Linked DNA regions of Mus musculus: regions 1 and 3 are each linked to region 2. The links are chromatin contacts, called in public HiCAR-type maps. All regions are on one chromosome and are shown on one strand. The core of a region is the stretch at or near the end of the contact, and the rest is flanking DNA. Distances in the headings are between cores, read along the strand shown. Region 1 overlaps Npas3 (neuronal PAS domain protein 3). Region 2 overlaps Akap6 (A kinase (PRKA) anchor protein 6). Region 3 overlaps Npas3 (neuronal PAS domain protein 3).

Evidence for each region. HiCAR-type assays count read pairs that join an accessible place to other places.
Region 1: a contact with region 2 is called in a HiCAR-type map of astrocytes, with 2.5 times the contacts expected there. The contact joins two enhancer-like sites. A contact is called at or near these places in 1 of 115 datasets of contacts at active chromatin or transcription factors (astrocytes) and 1 of 9 other capture datasets (embryonic stem cells).
Region 3: a contact with region 2 is called in a HiCAR-type map of astrocytes, with 4 times the contacts expected there. The contact joins two enhancer-like sites. A contact is called at or near these places in 3 of 115 datasets of contacts at active chromatin or transcription factors (VIP interneurons, astrocytes and embryonic stem cells) and 1 of 9 other capture datasets (embryonic stem cells).

Annotation. Positions count from the first base shown.
Region 1 is chr12:53,621,124-53,625,918 of GRCm38.p6, reverse strand. The region is part of intron 3 of Npas3 (neuronal PAS domain protein 3); the gene reads right to left. Among named protein-coding and RNA genes, the nearest start is that of Gm35614, 210 kb to the left of the region's middle. Within about 2 kb of position 2,043, at least 25 of the 459 cell types and tissues checked have an H3K27ac peak or open chromatin away from gene starts, as enhancers often do. A contact at or near this core is called in astrocytes, where this site is marked.
Region 2 is chr12:53,062,899-53,067,837 of GRCm38.p6, reverse strand. The region is part of intron 9 of Akap6 (A kinase (PRKA) anchor protein 6); the gene reads right to left. Among named protein-coding and RNA genes, the nearest start is that of Npas3, 180 kb to the left of the region's middle. Within about 2 kb of position 3,292, at least 41 of the 459 cell types and tissues checked have an H3K27ac peak or open chromatin away from gene starts, as enhancers often do. A contact at or near this core is called in astrocytes, where this site is marked.
Region 3 is chr12:53,747,356-53,751,964 of GRCm38.p6, reverse strand. All of the region lies in intron 4 of Npas3 (neuronal PAS domain protein 3), which reads right to left. Among named protein-coding and RNA genes, the nearest start is that of Gm35614, 82 kb to the left of the region's middle. Within about 2 kb of position 2,389, at least 13 of the 459 cell types and tissues checked have an H3K27ac peak or open chromatin away from gene starts, as enhancers often do. A contact at or near this core is called in astrocytes, where this site is marked.

The DNA of each region.
Region 1 (4,795 bases), core at 794-3,293, 560 kb before region 2:
CACTGATAAAGCTTTTGATATGAAGAATTAAAGAATGTTGTCAGTGTGCTTATGCATAAACACCTCTTTCCTGTTATGTACTAGGTTGTATGTGATGTCGGGTCAGCTAGAAAAAAAATCTCAGAAATATAGTTACCCCCAAAATAAACTTACTACTTTCCATTTTAGCACTTTGTTCACCAATTCAATGAGCTATGATGTGAGCCTACTTTGCTAACTCGGTGCTTAGGAGGTATCACTACTTGAGTCCCTTTCTGCTTCAAAGGTATGTGTCCAAATGTCACTTAAAATATAACCCTGAAGATTTAACAGCATTAATCACATATTACAAATAGAAACAGTGAATGTTATTAGAGATAGACTATCTTTGATAGTTTACTACATAGCTTGAGCAAAATAATCTTTCTTGAAAATAAAGTTGCAGTTGGTATCCAGGGTTGTCTGGGGTGTGTGTGTGTATATATACATTTATGTATACATGTATTCATGCATTATATTTATGTGCATATTTTAAAATTTGCACTTACGGTCCCATTTCCAAAAATTAAAGATGGGAGATACTGGGTGGCTTGACTAAATCACCCCACCCAGTGCAGAGACATGTATGTAAATACTTTTACTAGGAATAGGAAGATCAGCTAAAGAACTCCATATACACATCTTAAAGCTAAAAATTAAAAAATTAATTTAAAAAAGTGATGGTGAATTAATTTTTGTTATTATATTTTAATGTGTAAAGGTGATTTTTTTTAAGTACATTTTGACCAGGAGCTTTTTTAAAACAAGTCTCCATATATGTCAGTCAAACAGAGCTCGGCGAGCTAGCATGGAGTCTATTAAAGGGGGAATAAGGTTCATGAATTTCAAGCATGGAGGGCTCTAATTACCTCATGCTCAAACTTTAACTACAAAACTCAGATAAATTGCTGCACTAAACCCATCGAGGATCCCCCACCTGATTGGTGCCAGCGGAGCATCTGAAGCTCGGTGAAGCTGATCCCAGAGAGCGTTTGCAAATCAGTCCCGAGGGACCCGGTCCTGGGCCTGTCCCTAATGAGTATGTAGGCATTACTTGGATGTTTTGGTAAAGCTACCCGGTAAATTAGGCCATCTGAAATTTTATTAGCCACAAAGCATTACAGCAGCCAGTCTCTTAGGCCGGGGATGCTGGGGGGGGGAATCGCTACTCTTAAAAGAATCTTCTAACCAGGTACCACGAATCTGTTGCAGGTCTTGGCTGGTAGTGGAAACATGAAACTAATTGGCTAATGGTTACAGCTGTCTCTTCAGTGCTTTTGTGCTTAGAGGTGTGACCCTGTCTCGGACCAATTTATGTAGACCCAGAGGGTGGTCCTATATTTATCCTAGTTCTGTGTATGAATTAAATACAAAAGGAAAGTGAAACAGCTGCATCTCTCTGTATGTAGCTAGGGTGTGACATGCTGAAACCTGAGTTTGTGGACTGACAGCCTCAGTTGGAAGACAGCAAATACTTGAGGCAGAGAGGACTGGAGAAGACAAACACTCTTCTCAAATATTCAAGACATCCATATTTTACCCAAAGAGGCACGGAGGAGAAATGTGACTCTTTCTCTGCCTGGTCTAACACCCACCATGGCTATTTATCTAGTAACAAACTTTTATAGACGTGAAATATTTGAAGAAGTCCTTTAGAAATGGCCTGAGGTGATTTCAAACTTAACAGACCCTGGCCCACCAGAGCTCATTACAGTGAATTTTATAACAAAGTGCCTTCTACTTAATTTTCAGAGCCTAGCCAAGCGTATGAGAAACGCAGCTGCATTAAGCGCAATTAATGGTACAATAAAAAGCAGCAGAGGGCTGTTTAACACCCAAGAAACAGCAGTAAACACTGGCTTCGTGCTCTCCTACGGGCAGTCATGTGGCAAAGGACCCGGGCTGCGAGACTTTCCTTCCAAAAGGGTAAATGCCTCTTGCTGCAACAAAGCACATCCTTCAATCCCTCCTCTCCAGCGCCATACAAAAGGCTAGAAAGTTGTTCCCGCCAGTTACACCACCAGCATCCTCACTCCCTTTGTGCAGGAGCCAACACAGCAAGCTCATATTCCCATCTGTGAGAGGGAAGGACAAACTCCATTGCACTAAAAAGGAGTCTAATAGCAAGTGACTCATACCATAGAAAGCGATTTGGCTTTAAATACTAACAAAGTTGACTGGCCAATGATGGAAAAAGGAAATGTCTTCAATCAGAACAGTTTTCAAACAAACCAAAAAAAAATTAGTTTATGGGCAAAAATAATTATAATGATGTTTGCAAACCTCTTTAATGATGAAAAATCACCACTTAGAATTTGATTATGAGAGACATCCAAAAATAAACAAAAGCCCCAGTGGTTGGTATGGTGGTGACTGCTGGAGGATTTGTCAGTCAGTCAGTGGGTTTGTCAATGATGCTGTGTCCTTACTGGGTCTGGCTGCAGATGCAGGCAGACCAGGGAATAGAAGAAGGATCATCAGATCATCCACGGACCGCTTAGCTACAAACATGAAAAGATGCTCTTATGTAACGTAGGTAGTACTGACACCCAATTTTTACACATACTCCTGTACGCTTTAAATCCTAAGCTACTAACAATAACTCAAAAATTTAAATACTAGGTAAACAATTGCTATACCGCATTTTTTACAGAATGACAAAAAAAATGAGATTACATGTTGTTGACTGTCATAAATGTACATCAAATGTTTTTTGTTTGTTTGTTTGTTTGTTTTGCATCTTGGAGAATTCATGGACAAAGAGCATGAGGATATGGAAAGCCAAGTATATTCAAGTTACTCCTAAATATAACCATTTTACCATGGGAAGCAGTTGATGATAATAACTGCGGTCTTAGCAGGCCAGTCTGAACTTGGGATCCCATCTTCCTATTTTCATGTCTGAATAAATTTGTGGTTTGGGCAATTTGAATAAGGTAGAAAATAGAGCTATCTTTGAGTAAACTCTCTATCAGTGGTCTAAGAACATGGCTAGGTGCTTGAGCATGTGGCTAATACTCAAGAGGCCCTGGATTTGAACTCACCACTGGGGTGGGGGGGTTAATGATGCCACAGGGGACAGGAAGTAAGAAGTGGAGGGAAATGTTGAGGAAAGAGGAGGAAGTCCCACAGCACATGAAAGCAGATTCTTCCTAATCCACAGCACAGACAATGGCTGGCCTGATACGGAAAGAGTGACAGACAGCTCCAGAAGTCATTTTGCTGAAAACGAGTTTCCGACCTTGAACAAAAATCTCCTGAGAACACTCGCACATACTCTGCTTTCTCTGTCCTCCAGGATTCAGTCTTGGTTGGAGGTGCTCATGGGTCATGAGAGGTGTGAGAGAGCTCCACCAGCTGTGGCATATGCAGGTGGGACCTCAGGCTGGCAGGCAGCAGGGCCTGAGTCTAGGTGATGCCCCTTCAGTGACACCTAACAAAATCAGGGTTCTGGGGCCAGTGAGACAGTCTAGCTGGTAAAGGTGCCTACCACCTGCATCTTGTCCCTATAACCCATATGGCAGGAAGGCAGAAGCGGCCCCTGATTTTCTATGGCCTCTGAATGGAAGCTGTGGCCTGCACAAGTGCACAGATTTGCATGGAATACCCAATATATAAAATAATAATTAAAAATATTTTATGTTGGAATTCTGAATACTCACTGGGTGAACAAAAAAAATGTGTATTTCAAGACAGATAAAGCACTAAAAAAATGGTATGAGCAATGCCAACTTTGCAACTGCACAGACAGAAAGAGACAGTGCAGCCTGGGCCCGGGGCCGCTGGGCCTGGGAATGAGTGGGAACAGTGAGCTACTATTTGAACATGGGTGTGTGTGCAAAAGAATTCGGCTATATTTTACCCTTCAGAAAACATACAAAACAAGATACATTTTTCAAAAATATAGCTCAACTCTGTTTCTAAATGACCTAAATTTGGCTAAACATAAGTCATTTGTGTTAATAGTTTCCAAATGAGGTATTCCATTACTAGCCCTCTCTCCTCAGAAGGTCTGCTCAATCCTGCTGTTATGTTCATGAAAACTGGCATCAATAGCTTCTCTATCAATGTAGGGCTTAAAGCAGTGTATCCATCTGCAGATAAGGCTTGACTGAGAACTGACCCAGGCCTATGCCCCATGCCTCAGTCCTGCCCACGCTGAAGGGCCCCACCCTGCAGGGGAGAAGAGTGTAAATTCTAGAAGAAGCAGGGCCAATTGAGATTGCAGCTCTTTACTGGCTGAGGCTTTAGGCAACTCACTGCTTCCTGCTAAGCCTTGCATTTCTCCCCTCCAAAGTGCTTACTAACTGCGCTGGTGTGGGAATTCACGCATGCAAAGAATGGGCAATGTGCTACTCCCAGTTGCAGATTGCCTGTCCACTTCTCTCCTGCTGTAGAAGAACTCTTGAAAATCGGGCATCTCCCAGGAGGACGGACTCCTCCTGTCTAGCCTTCCGGGGTTGCCGTTAGTCTATTCTCTTGGCTCAGACTACCTGTCAATCTGATTTCAGCTCATGCACACACCCTGCCATGCTAGCATCAAGCGAGCCACCCTTCCACCCAGGCAGCAGGAATAGTTGGAAGACATCTTGCCCAGTTCTGAGCTCTTCACACATATTCCAGACTGTTCCTTCTAGCCTATACTCTGGACCTTACTTGCAATTTCCCTTTTTGAGGGGGTTCATGCTTACAGCCCCAAATGCCAATAGGTATCCTTCCCAAATGCATCTAAGAAATGTTTGTATGTTTTTTTACGTTTGCCTTTTACTGTGTCAGA
Region 2 (4,939 bases), core at 2,043-4,542:
AGCTCTTGTGGGGGAAGAGCGTTGCAGATCTATAGGTTCATAATATCCCCAAACAGTTGGATGATTTAAGTCCCCTCAAAAACACTTTTTATAAAATTCTAAACAAAGCTAGAATTGGAATTAGCTTGAAAGAAAGAAAGGTGTGCGGCTCTGCTTCAGTTAATAGACCTTCAGCGCTTGTGTGCATGTGTTTGCATACTTTCTGTTTCATATTTTAATCTTCCATTTACACTAAACATGCACATCATTTGTATTATGTAAACTTCCCCAAATGTTAGGCACTTGTGGATCACAGAACAAAATGTTTTAAATGAGGTGATTTAAAGCATTTTATATTATTAATGCATGTTGATCAGGGTGTCGAAGTATCCAAAATTACATGAATATGCATACTGAAGAAAATCAAGGGTTGTTTTAGAGCACTTTCAGAATTTGGACTGTGAAAACCTGGAAATTCTGATTGCATTTCTAACTACAGACAATTACCAGGACCATGGTTCTCCAGTATAGAAAACACACTGTCCACTTAAGATTTTTCAACTCAATACTCAACAAGTATTCTAGAAACTCAGATAGTGTGTGATTTGTCAGTGTGATGACTGGAGGAGAGGCAATCTGCTTTATGTAATCAGATTCCTATGTAAGATTTACATAACTAATTAGGTAAGACTGACATGATGTTGGGGGGGGGGCGTATTTCAGCCAGGCAGAGGACTGTTATTCAAATCTTTCCCCTATGTCATATGTATCAATCAACACAGAGAATCCTTCAGTTGTGCCTTCTCGGAGTGGCTTTTACTGGTTATTGGACTTTTTTGTGGCAAACTCGTCTTTTCTCTTTCCCAACTTTAAACATCTCCTCCGTTGCAAGTTTGTAAGACAGGTGGACAGTTTAGATCGTTTCCTAAAAATTCGAGCCTTGGAATCATGAAAATATAAAAAGCAATTAATTTGATTTTAGACATTGGGAAATTTTTTCCCTATGGAATGTGGTATGAATAGTTATGGCAATAGCTACTAAGACGGTTATTAGACTGAAAAGTCCTTGTTATTATGTATGCCCTCGTTATCACTGGATATGCTTACTGCATCAACAGCCCAAGGAAAGAGGTGATTGATAGGCAATGCCTTCAAACGATAAAAGCTAGAGAACCTAATTAATTGTTAGCTATGTTGATATGTGAGTGGAGAGTACTAGCATGGCGTGTAATTTAAGGTGAAAGTATTTGAGTTTTGAGACATCATGAGGTTGAATCCAATAAGGTTTAGGGCCTGACGGCTGTGTATGTAAATGCTAGGTGGGCTTCATTTTTGTTGACTCTACTGTACGTGTGCTCTTCTGTCTCTAGCATCTCTTCGGAAGCATTAGATGGATAGAACCAGCCACCAGCTTTATCTGCTCTCCATCCCCCTACCACGGGGCTTCTCCATCCCGTGGTGAGAAGATCATTCCATCTTCATCTTCATTTCACCCACAGCAGTAAGTGAGCAGAAGCTGCCCCGTCATGTTCCGTGGTGTGGGAAGGCTATGATACAGACGAGTTTTCAATAGCCAAAGATGAGATTAGCCAAGTTAAAGTCAGCTGGCTTTCTTGAGTGCTAAGGTAAATAAACATCCCATATTTAACTTTCCACAGCTCCTGCTGTGGGCCGTGCTGTCTGGTCAAAAATAAAATATACTCTATTCAAAGAGCATATTTACATTATTAAGTGTATTTGCTTGGCCAATTCAATTTGGTCTAATGAATCCTCTTAATAGATTTGTGAATGATCTAAATTAAAGATTCAGGCTACTAGTGTCCTAAAAGCTATTTCTTTGGGTATAAAGAAAAGTTAAAGGAAATACAGAGTTAATAGTAATTCATTGTTTCAACTAAGAATTAAAATTGGAATTCTTACTTATAATTTACATTTTAAACGCACAAATACTAAAACTGAACTATCAAAGCCAGTAAAAATAAAACATGGATTTATAAAAATAAATGACTTTAGTAGCAAATACAGGCTTGATTGAGATAACTTTTTTGACACTTTTGCCAGACATTCCTCCTTCTCTTAAAACCTTCCCCCTTTTTCTTCTTCCTCTCTCTCTCTCTCTCTCTCTCTCTCTCTCTCTCTCTCTCTTTTTGTTAAAAATCACACCGAAAATTCTGCCCAAATGGAGAGTGGAACAATGCCTTGAAACAGTGTTAATTGTCACCATGGAAACCAGAAGAATAAGCCATTTTGAAACTGGTATAGAAGGCACACATTGAGAAACTCAAGCATTTTTCTGCCTCCCTCAATGTTAAAGAACAAGATGCCTTGTCACGGTGAGGTCAGCGAAAGAAAGCATCATGAAAGGGTTGTAGATATTCACTCTCTAGTAAATAAAAAAAAAAGTAAAACATAAACCCTATCCAGCTAACGCTGTGAAAGACTCTACCCCGAGAATCTTTTTTTTTTTCTTTCTTGAAATAGTAAGATTGCCAAAAGATGGCCAGGCCTGGGGGATAGCTCCCACCTAGCAAAACTTCAGGGCTATATTATGTGAACCTTGCCCCCAAAGCTCCCTGGGAATTCTGCTGTTGTAATAAAACATCAGAAGAGGGGAGAAAAAAAGGCAGCATGATGGAATTCAAAATAATGCTCTAAAAGCACACAGAGAGATTAAGACGTTCATTGTAAGACTTTTGTATGGTGCTTCTGGTGGTCATGCTGAAAAGAGAGCAGACATTACTAAACGGAGAGAGCGAAGCTTCGGCTATGAGGAACACACGAATTAAAGCAAACAATTTTCCTGATTAAAGAATAACGGCTGTCCAATTCTGAGTCATGAGCGTTTGAGTATTTCTATCCTGAGGATGTTGTTTTAAACCGGCCATCAGGTGACTTTATATTTAGAAGAGTTAAGACAAGGCAAATGATCTAGTTATAATAATGACACATTTGAATCTTTGCCTGTGCAAATTAGTATCTCAAACACCTGTATATTTGTGGTGATTATTCCCCCCCCACCCCCACTGCCACCCCAAATCCCCCAGGAAAAGAAAACACACTGTGAAGACACAATGTATCTTAGTGTATCAATAAGAAAGTATATTCAGGGAACACATACTAACCAAACTACCGCAAAATAATATGTAAAAATATGTATTTTGCTCACAAATGCAAGGCTATGTCTGTGACTCTCACACTGTATTCTCTAGCTAGTGTTTGCCCTCCTCTTTTGAGGCTTCATGGTGGCCCCTCAGCTAGCCCATGCCTAATGCTATTCAGTGGTGAACAAAGAATCTTTTTATAGGAAAGTCCAGGTCCACAGCTCAGCTGGACTGGTAGAGGCCAGGACTGCCTCTGCGGCGGCTCTGGTGCTGCCCTCTTTAAGACAGCCAATGTCCAGCTTCCCACAAAAGCCTGGGATGCTTTACAAGGAGTCAGTATCACTAACACTTAGAAAGGATGTTCAAGATTCAAGAAGAAGGCTCAAGCGCAAGACAAGTAATGGTGGTTATTTCTTGCAAACTATTTGTATTTTACCATTAGAATTTATGGTGAATAATTGCACAAAGAAATTATAAGGACTCCTACAATTGTCCTTGTAAATTAATAATAGGCTTTCTTGATTGGGATAAATTTGCTGCTGAGCCTTTGGAAAAATTAAAAAGTGCAATGTCATTTAAAATTGCCAGAACTCGCACAGCAAATTACATCTGAGGTTAAGAATGGAGTCCCCCCCCCCCCAACACACTTCTAGCTTATTCCATTTGCATGATCTGGAAATCACATTACATTGGCCATGTATTGTTAATTGAACATAGATTGCATTATCTTTAATATAAATCAAACTACAAATATTAAAATGAATTGCAAATTCCCTAATAGGAGATCATAAAACAATCTTTTTAAAAGTATCTCCCATTAATAATTTAATTCCAATTATATCACTCAGGAAACTTAAGGAGGAGACGAGGCGACTTATTTCCCCAATCATTTTTTTTTCTTTTACATAAAGAATATCTATGTGTTTTAAAACAAATGCAGCCAGGTTAGGATTTATTGTTACTGAGTTAAAATAGAAGCACCAACAAACTGAAAACTTTTCCTGTCAACTTCTTGCAAAATACTATATAAGAATATGAAGTCTCCCAGTTCCCCTTTTCCTAACCCAAATCAAGGGTGGGGGAAAAAAAACAGCAGAAAAGAGTCACTAATTCTAAGAAATATTGTGATTACATCTTCTGGAATTATAAAATTGATAATTACTGTTGTTTATTTTTTCAAAAGGGTGCCCTGTCCCCCTTGATATTTCTATAAATGTGGCATCTTTCTCAAGCCTTTGCATGGCCTTTAATGAGTTTATATTAAATATTTAACACTGTTTAGGGCATATCCACTCCTACCAAAAACAGTTATATTCCCTGCAGTCCTACTGTTTCAGGCAGAAAACTTGATTGATCCTCCTAGCCTGAATTGAGTAGAATGAAAAGAAGCGGTTGGAAAATAGCTGCAATCATTTAATGCAGATGACCTCTGACAGCCTCACAGCTCTTCTCTCTGAACAGAAATTTGCATGGGGTCTCTGTGCAGAGGAACAATGTAACCTAAATGGTAGACAATCTTTATTCTAATGAAGTGGGTGTCAAGGTCAATGTAAAACTGCAATGATAAACGGTGCACCACTAGGCAAGAGAAGTTGCATGGGCATTGTAGTGCTTTCACATTAATTGAAGGCTGAGACGCACCGCGTGAAAAGCACAAGCCCCTCTTTTCACCATAATGTGCGAATGCGCCAGTAGTGCTGAAGTGATTTCTGCAAGATGTTTGCCTGCTGACGTGTAGCTGTTGCAAAAATAACGGCATGATGACAGGAGTGGACATTTTCAGAATTTAGTGTTTTCCTAAACCAAAATTTTTTAAATTACATCAAATGCCCCCCAAATAGCATAGTGACACCTAATGT
Region 3 (4,609 bases), core at 1,140-3,639, 690 kb before region 2:
ATTAGTTTATAGTAACAGTTTAATTATGTATTTATTTTACCGAGGCTTCTATTTACATAATGATAATGGTTAAGAGACAGAAGTTAGCATCATCAGGCCAGAAGTGTGACACTACTAAGAGAGCGTTTGCCTGGTTATAATGCTGTTGCCTTTCCTGACCACTGTGACCACTGATAAAGGTATTGTCCTCTAGAAACTTTTGGACCCCTAACTTGGGGACCATGGAATTAAAATTACCCTACTAGACACCACAGGATGTTAGAGAGAGAGGGAGAGAGAGAGAGAGAGAGAGAGAGAGAGAGAGAGAGAGAGAGAGAGATGGAGATGCTAGGGATGTGCTATGTCTTTCAGAGTTGCTGGTCATTGAGGCAGTGAGGTCCCATAACCCCTTCCACCTTCCCAAATACTACCAGGTATTGTCAATATTCTTTGTTACCAACCAGAAGTTGAGAACAAGAACATATTGGTGAATACCATATACCTGAGTGACAGAATATGAGGAAATCAAGCTGGTACTGGCCTGGAAGCTTCATCCCTACTGGTTAGACTTCACAGTACACACTAATGTAGGGGAAAAGCACCCATCAGTCTTATCCAGCTGGGAACCCTGTGGGCTACAGTAACAACAGGCTTGGCAAGGCACGGCCACTGGTTCAACAGTGGCATGACTCTCATGGGAATAGCCAATGACTCTCTGACTAGCTTTAAGCCCTACTCCAGAAGATAAACCCATACCTGGTACAATTCCTGGGTCAAGAACCTGTGGGTTGCTATGTCATAAACCTTGGGCAGAACTTACTACTGCTGTTCTGCTAAATGAACACAGTACTAAACAGACTCATTATTATGCTGGCATATTAATTGTCTCTTGAGCCACATTGGAGAAGTATGTTTTGAGTAGATGGTGATCAACACATAGACCCACAACCGGTCAAGGTACACAACTGGTCAACAGAACCATTATATTGCCTCCTCATAAAACTTAAGTATCCTTGAGGAGGGGGGGACTGAAAGAGTTTATGAGCCAGAAGTGGTAGGTAGCTACAAGACACAGCAGGGCAGCTATACACGGGCACTCAAAGCTGCTGTGATAGCCTGTGCAGGACCTGTGCAGGCTCAAGACAATCCAAAGCCCAGTATGCAGAGGGGAATTGGGCATGAAGTTCCACCCCTAGCTGGGAAACACTTGGTAAAGGATAACTCTTGGGAGACAGACAGTTCTCTTTAAGAGTGTTGCCCCTGGTAAGTTGACCATGTTCCAGTGGATGGCCATGCTCCCACACATACATGGGCAGCACAAAATGGATTTGCTGTGGATAAAAATAAAGAACACAGAGCCAGATGGGTAGGGAAGGACAGACAGAACTGTGAAAAGTTGGGGGAAGGGCTAAATATGATCAAACCACATTGTGCAAAATTCTCAAAAAAAAAAAAACCCAAAAACAAACAAACAAAAAACAAAAAAACCCACCAAAAAAAAAACCCAATCAAATAAAATCAAATGAAAGGCCATGAGGTTTGTGCTCCCACAGCAGCCCAACCTCAGCACAGAACGCAGAGCATGGAGAAAAGAAAAGAAGGCTAAGAAGAGGTTTCCATCTGCCAGAACTCCATTGCCAAACATCTGGCTATTCCTCTCCCACTCCATGAGACTGCACAGACATTCAAGACCATTAACAGTCGTCCCTGGTTTCCCCCAAAGCATCCCAGGAAATGCAAAATTCATCAGACCTTGTACTGATCCTGCAAAAGAGTGAACCCAGCACAATAGGTTTCCAGGTATGAGATAAATCAAATTTTACTTCATCTGTCTCTAGGGGAGGGAGACTGGCAGAGTTCTAATCATATACATATTTAAATTTGTAATCAGACTCCTTGGGAGGACAGGCTGGTGTGTTTACTGTGAGCCTGCAGTCAGGGCTTCTGGGGACTGAGGATGCTTGGTTGTAAATCCTGTCATTTTGGTGACTTAATATTTTATATTATCATGGTATTAGCATAATTGTGACCTCTGCATTGTAGCATTTTATGTGTTTCCAGTGTAACTTTTGATACTTTACTAAAGTCAACAAAAATTCCTATTATTCCCTCTTTTAGAACACATTTGGCATGAAGTATTAAGGTTGATTTAATGTTATTAGTGCTTAAAGTGGTGTGAAATCCATGAATATACACATCCATCTCCCAGTTCACCAGCACGCCGCCATAAAACGCAAGGAGATGGGCGATAAACATTTCCTCTCCTTTTTTTCTCTTTCCCTAATTTTTCCTGCTGGAGGCTCTGCCTCTACCCAGAGGGCATGTGAGTGTTGCCAGTTCTCCCACACAGATCAATCACCTGGGCTTCCACATGCCCAAATAATAACACAACAGGAGAGCTTGGCTCAGCTGCCAGCCTCATTAAAACTATTCTCAAAGTAACAGCAAGGTTTGGGGAGCACTCTACTTGGACCAGACTCTGCATATTTTCCAAGATAATGACCAGGGAAGAAGCATTAGAGGACATAGTCCCTTTTATTTGTGATTTTGGCAAGTCACAAAAAATAGTGAGGCAAAGCTAACTGTTTCAAAGGCTGTCCAATGGCAAAGTCTTGTTTAAAACTCTTAGGGAAAAATTATTACTATGGTAAAACTACTGAGGCTTGAAGGGCTACAAGGGGGAAGTAAAGTCAGAGAGACTAAGGCACTTCGGTTTGCTGGCTTCAGGATGCAAAGTTCTTAATCAAAACAACTAGGGAAAATGGACCCTAGTGTTGGCATCCCTCGAGGGTCCTCCAGTGTTTCGCAAGCTAGTCATTAATGTGTCGCTGGGTGATACAGAATTACACAGCCTCTCTTCAGAGCTCTGGACGAACAGAGAGAAAAGTTAACTGGAAACACAGGGGTCCTGAGCTAGTGGTTTTATGATCTCTGGATTATGACTTCTTCTGGGTCATTGTCAGAGACAGTCTGGTAAGATGTTCCTTTAACCACAGCAATCGAGCGTGCCCGTTATTTAGAGGAAACAGTGTGGAGATGCACTGGAACAAGCAATGTCTCCCACCCACCACCAGATCACCTAAAAGACCAGACACATTGGCTAGGACCTTGGAAAACAAGCTGGCATTGTTAAATTCGTACATTAAACTCATAGGCAAGCAAAGGTGTCTCATTGAATTCATGCCCAGGATATTTTTATGTGGTGTTGATACCTTTCTTCAATTTCTGGGAGTCACAGAATATGGTTCATGTGAAGAAGAATCATTTAAGTCAGGACTTCTGTTTTTTAGAAAGAGACATTCCCAAATAGACTACATTTGAAAGTATTTCCCGCCAGGCAAGTGACAAAATGACTAAAGCGATACTCAGAAATGTAGATCAGGCAAACTTTTCTATTAACTATGACACAGTGGCCAAACCTCAGCACAGAAGCCCCACAGGCAAGGGTGTGGAGACAGCAAGCAAAATGCTCAACCAGAGTCCTTAAAACAGGAACGTGGGAGCTAAGATGAAAGGATGGACTATACAGAGACTACCCCACCCCGGGATCCATCCCATAATCAGCCACCAAACCCAGACACTATTGCACAATGCCAGAAAGATTTTGCTGAAGGGACCCTGTTATAGGTGTCTCGTATGAGGCTATGCCAGTGGCTGGCAAATACAGAAGTAGATGCTCACAGTCATCTATAAGATGGAACACAGGGCCCCCAATGGAGAAGCTAGAGAAAGTACCCAAGCTGCTGAAGGGTTCTGCAACCCTATAGGTGGAACAACAATCTGAACTAACCAGTACCCCCAGAGCTCGTGTCTCTAGCTGCATATGTAGTAGAAGATGGCCTAGTCGGCCATCACTGGGAAGAGAGGCCCCTTGGTATTGCAAACTTTATATGCCCCAGTACAGGGGAATGCCAGGGCCAAGAAATGGGAGTGGGTGGGTAGGGGAGCAGGGAGGAGGGAGGGTATAGGGAACTTTCGGGATAGCATTTGAAATGTATATAAAGAAAGTATCTAATAAAAAAATTTTGTATAGCAAAAAAATATGTTCAAAGTCAAAAGACAGAAGAAGGGCAGCTATGACATGGCCAGCAATCTCCCTAACACAGGAGTCTCAAAGCTGAGACAAGGTGGTTTTAAAACAAAATAGAAAATGGATGAGAAAGAGAAAGTAAAAGCTCACTTTTCAAATCACTGTCTATATATTTGAAATGTCAATTTCCATTGTGTGTTGGTGGGGATCACTCTTTGATGTTTTGGACTGCATATACATGTCATGCTTTTCAATAAAAAGTTCCTTCCTAATTAGGAAAAAAAAAACAGGAACGTGGATTATTTGTGTAGGTGCTGCATTTTAAGTTGATAGAGTAGAAACCACAACTGCTCCATGCAGATATGGATGAAGAATATCCCTAGAAACTTAAATTGGGGAATACTAAGTTGCCAGTGGAAAAGGTATCGCTTTTCTCCTCCCCCTGACCCTTAAGTGCCATTAAAGTGTGATCAAGGTTGTGCTGGAATCCTGACATCCAGAACTGCAGGATTAATATTTATTTGCTTCTACTTCTTATTCTAATGATAACTCTCTACTTAATTGGCCTAGTTAATTTATGAAATCAAATCTAGATCAGTG